Linked DNA regions of Gossypium hirsutum: region 1 is linked to region 2. The links are chromatin contacts, called in public Hi-C maps. All regions are on one chromosome and are shown on one strand. Each heading gives the region's core, a stretch centred on a gene start, on an enhancer-like site or on the middle of the called end of the contact. The rest is flanking DNA. Distances are from core to core; before and after follow the strand shown.

Region 1 (2,732 bases), core at 104-2,603, 430 kb before region 2:
AACAAAATTGTCCATATCACATATAGCTAAGGTGTTGGTAAAAGTCTTACCACCAAATAATCTAATAAATTATTTACATATTGTAAGATATTCTGCAATACTCCTATGAAATTGCAATAACCCTAAACTGTTTCCATTAGCATTTGTATACAAAATCCACATGTAAGAGGGTTCGTCATTTTGTTCAACTTAAACAACACCATCATAAGCAACTCCAAGAAGGTGTGGTGCACACGCTTCACCAAGCATAAATGCATGCATAAATAAATTTAACAATGAGAACTACATCCTATTGAACTATCCTATATATTTGAACTTTGAATAATAAGGGGTGTACATATCAATTAGAAATCCTTCACCATCTACGCACATCAAATGTGATCAACGGAGCTCCACTAGTAAATCATTTTGGAGTTTGACTAACATCAATTTATTAGAATTACCAGTTAATATATGTTTCTTAATAAAGCAGCATAACTTACCAAACAACTCCGAATAGCTTACTAAAATATTTGTTCGGATAATAAATAATAAAAAATATTCTTTCTAAGGAAATATATTCGACTGACTTTGCCATAATAATTTAACGTCTAATATAAATTAGCACATCAAATCATTCCCAGATTGCCTCAACGTAAAATAACATGGACACTTCAAAGACTTTCCTAACTTAACAGCAGTTACAAAATTTTACCAACATGCATAATAATAAATAAAAATCCCAAGATAAACGATGAACCAAGTCCAGAGATCTGAATTTCACAAAAATTTCTAGGGATTGCACAATGCATATTTCAAGCATCAAACCTCCATCGGAAAAAAAAAGTATCACACCGAACAGAAGTTTCACAAAATCACAGATTCATAGATGCGTTAATTGAATGAAAAGAAGCACAGAAAGCACAGAAAATGGAAGATAAAAGCTCACTTTTTCGATCATTCATTTCAAAGGAAACCATTTGGCTGATTCTTCAGATACCTGTTACTTTCAAAAAGCAAAACAAATAAGAAACGGAATCATGTGAGAGAATCAGGGGAAAAAAGGAGAAAACAGAATTTAATAATTAAATACAGATCTAATAGAGTACAGACTCCACATAAAAAAGAAGAAAAACAAATCTTAAATAAAAAATCCCGCTTGTTTACAGAGAGGAAAAAGAAGTAATTTCTCGGTAATCAAACAGAGAAAGAAAAGAAACAACTACCTGAAAGTGATTGAGAAATTCAGAAATGGGAAGCGAGCGAGCGAAAGAGGGAGCCGCGAGTTAATGTAAATAAAACAAGTTGAAAAAATACTTGAGATAACAAAAATATATAAAATTTTAAAAATTTTTATTTAGCATCTCTGTTTACATGAGAAGTAACTGAAATGACATAAAACTCCTCATCATCAACTTATATTTTCCAAAAGCAGTCCATCAAAAGAGGCAATGTAAAGTTTATGTGACCACTTGTAGTAGCAGAAGCAGAAGCTTTTCCATTGCTGCATTGCTAAAAAATGCACATTCTGGTATTAAAATATTGTAACTGAATATTATATATTATATTAATTGAAATTATATAATATATTAATTTCGTTTATTGACAACCGGAATCCGAATTAACCTTAATAATCAAGATAATGAAAACTTAGAAAAAGCGTGGATTAATTCAGATTGGACCGACTTTGGGTAATTCCTAGTAAAAGTATCTCCTCCGTCTGGTGGTGGATCTTCTCAAAGTCCGCTTGATGAGTCCTTAGTTTAGAACAAGGTAGCTGCTAATGCTTCCAATCTATTAATTATGATATCATTTATAATTAACCTCTCATTGTTGAGTCCAGAAATACTCATTACTGTGTTGCTATCTGATATTACAACATCTCTCCTCTATAAAACATCTCGTGTTTTTTGTTGCTTACTCTCCTTTTTAGCTAAGCCTGTAAGGACTGATTTTCTATCAAATTAATTAATATATAGTCGTCAACACCAATCTGCATTTGCAATAAATCCAAGGAGTGAAGACCTTCTATACATCATTCATGAGAAAAGCAATAAACGATGTGTTTTTACACTGAAAAGCATTGCGGTGTCGGCGAGGGAAGCATCATCAATGGCTTTGTAGTTCCATTAAAAGAGAACCACAAGCTGTTGTTGACGAGAGTGCTTCTCCCACAGTACAACACCAGTAGCTTGCAAGTTTGCAAGTTCAGCATAAGCAGCTGGCTTATTGCATTTCTCAGTTTGTACTTGGGGAAGTGGTGGTTAGGGAGATTCTAAGATATTGGCCAGTTACTAATTGTCAAAAAGAAATTATAGTTATAGGAGAACAGGATGAGGTGGTGGAGAATATGGATCCAGATCAGGCCCCTCTGCACCCAAATAACAAGGTGTTCCAACAGTTAACACAAAATGTGAAGGCCATGGATCCAACTCTATACTACAGGTGCCTTACAGAAATGGGTCATCGGGAATCAGAAGAAATCAAGAGGAAACAGAAATAGTGACAATTTATGCACATCAATAATAAGCTCTTCCATTCAACAATATATGCATGTCTTGTTCTCATTGAACTGAAGTGCAAGGCGTCGTATTTTGTGCTGCCACTAACTTCAGCAATTAGAAAACATGAAACCTTAGTGACGACAACTAAGAAAGTGGCTATGAATTATGAGACTCGTGACATTGATGGAACAGAATGCCAAGATTCTGGCAGTGTTCAAATTTCAAAAGTTAAAAAGGAAAATGAGGGGA
Region 2 (2,875 bases), core at 307-2,806:
TAGTAGCCAACTCAAAATCTTCTAAAACAATGACCAAAACTTTGAACTATTTTTTCTACAATTTTTTTAAAAAAATATCACCGGTACCGCTTGACACGGCGACAACACCTAAAAATATTTTTTTAAAATATTTTAACGGGTGTCACCTGACATATCGATGACACCCATTAAAATTTCTTTTTCCTTTTTTTTTCTCCATCGTGAATACCTATATTTTTAACGAGTATTCTAAAAAATACATAATGGTGCGGCCTGACATAGTGGCAGAACCTAAAAAGATATTTTTTAAGAAGCTGATGATTGGCTAATAATGAGGGGACAGTGCCACCGGTGAGTCAGGAGGCATTGGCGGTCATTTTTGAGAACAAGTCATTTACGTACATTAATTTTTTACTTGGACCATTTTCATAAATAATTCTTTTAGGATTAATTGCGTAAAAAAGCCCCCTATTCCCGACATGTGACATATATATTGTCTTAAAATTATTTAAATTTGAAATCAAATTGATAGAATGTGTTAGTATTAGAGGGTTAAATTTGTTATCAAACCAGTAAAATAAACTCATGTTAGCATTTTCATCAAATTTTAAATGGCTCCAAAAATTTTGATTCCGAATAGATTAATGTTAACATAAAAAAAATAAAAATTTAAGGGATAAATCCCAAAGATGTACAAGAAATATGGTTTAATATGCAATTGCATATATGAACTTTGATTTGTGCAATTTTACACATGAAATTTTGATTTGACCCAATTTTGTAAATTATTAACACAATTATTGATATAACATCATTTTATGTTTATATATTGTATATATAAATAATTATATTTATCCAATATAAAAAAAATTTAATGTATTTATTTCTTTAAATTCGCATGATCAAATCAAAATTAAAGTTTTAAATATATATTAAAACTATAATTAAAGTTTTATATGTATAATTGCACCAAATTAAAACTTATATATATAATTACATATTAAATCAAAATATATATAATTTTAAAATTAATCCCAAAATTTAATAAAAAATACAACACGAATAATAATTTAATCAACATTTCTATACTTCATCCAAATATAATATTAATCCTAATACAAAATTCTTATACGATTTCAATGGAAATGACACCAATTGAATTTAGCTTTTTTGGCGGTAGAAACAAATTAAATATAATACTTGAAAATTTTACCTTCAAAATTATTTTTATTAATTCCCTCCCATCTACTTCTGAATTTCTTACCAAAATCAAAATAGAAGGTTATAATAATAATAATAATAATAATAATTGAATAAACATTTAACCTCGACGCAAGTCTCAAATCTTTAATTTAAAATTAAATAAGTTCCATTCACCCAAAGCAAAAAAAAAAAAAAAAAAAGCCAAAATAGGAAAGATGTAATTATGAGATTCCATCAATTGGGCAACTTACTTGGATTCGTTACAACCAAGCTTTATCCATATATTGAATCCACAAATAGTATATACTTGTACACACTCAAATTTATTTTAAAAGTTATTAACTATTTTTAACCATATATAATTTCTTGTGCCCTATATAAATATCATCTTATTTATGATTCACTCACACTTCACACCATCAAGACATATATACACCATATATGCTGATTGCACTTTTCCATCAATCATCAGTTTCTTGTTATTCTTTTTTATCTGTATGATAAGAGCGCCATGGAGACAGGTCAAACCGTAACCCCGATCCCGCTATGGAATATTGTGGTGATTTCAGCCATTGCCGCCGGGATCCAATTCGGATGGGCTCTGCAACTTTCTCTTCTAACCCCTTATGTCCAAACCCTTGGTGTTCCTCACGTCTGGGCTGCTTTCATTTGGCTTTGTGGTCCCATCTCCGGCCTCGTCGTTCAACCCATTGTAGGCTACAGCAGTGACCGTTGTACCTCTCGCATCGGTCGTCGCCGACCCTTCATTGCTGTTGGAGCTTGTTTCGTTGCCGTCGCTGTTTTCATGATTGGCTTCGCCAAAGACATCGGTCACCGATCTGGTGATTCACTGCAAAATCCCACAAAGCCTAGGGCCGTTGCCATCTTCGTTACAGGTTTTTGGATCCTCGATGTGGCTAACAACATGTTACAAGGTCCATGCCGCGCTTTCTTGGCTGACCTTTCGTCGAATGATCATAAAAGAATGAGGATCGCCAATGCGTGGTTCTCGTTTTTCATGGCTGTTGGCAACGTTTTAGGTTATGCAGCTGGTTCCTTCTCAGATCTCCACAAGCTCCTACCCTTCACACAAACAACCGCCTGTGATGTTTACTGTGCAAACCTCAAAACTTGTTTCATAATTGACATTGTTTTCCTCCTGTCTATCACAATAACCGCCATTACCACCGTGAAAGAGACACCAATAACAAGAAAGGAAGCTGGAGACGAAGAGGACAACGAAGGAAGGTCATCGGGGCGGCCTTTCTTTGCGGAGTTAGTGATGGCATTCAAGACCCTGAAAAAACCAATGTGGATCTTGCTTCTGGTGACATGCCTTAATTGGATGGCATGGTTTCCATTCTTGTTGTACGACACTGACTGGATGGGGGCGGAAGTATACGGAGGGAAAGTGAAGGGGAGTGCAAGCCAACAAAAATTGTACGACGAGGGAGTGCGTGCGGGTGCGTTGGGTCTAATGATAAACTCCATAGTGTTGGCGTTCGCGTCGTTGGGGTTAGAGCCTGTGAGCCGGTTGATAGGTGGAGTGAAGAACATGTGGGGGGTGGTGAACTTGATATTGGCAGCATGCTTGGCGGGGACGGTGTGGATCACCAAGGTGGCGGAGGCATGGAGGGGTGAACATGGACCACAAATCTTGACCCCTCCACCAACCAGAATCAAAACCTCTGCC

Evidence for each region. Hi-C and Micro-C count contacts between places; a contact is called where the count stands out from the background.
Region 1: a Hi-C map of leaf shows a contact between it and region 2, with 5 times the contacts expected there. The contact joins the promoter of LOC121212431 here to the promoter of LOC107895105 in region 2. A contact is called at or near these places in 13 of 34 Hi-C or Micro-C datasets (anther, hypocotyl, leaf and 1 more).

The regions. Positions count from the first base shown.
Region 1 is chrA13:87,872,275-87,875,006 of Gossypium_hirsutum_v2.1, reverse strand. LOC121212431 (vesicle transport protein GOT1) reads right to left here and starts at 1,353. Exons shown (of 7, transcript XM_041085043.1): 1 at 1,206-1,353; 2 at 929-979. The coding sequence starts at 959.
Region 2 is chrA13:87,446,698-87,449,572 of Gossypium_hirsutum_v2.1, reverse strand. LOC107895105 (sucrose transport protein SUC8) reads left to right here and starts at 1,556. Exons shown (of 4, transcript XM_016820336.2): 1 at 1,556-2,875. The coding sequence starts at 1,694.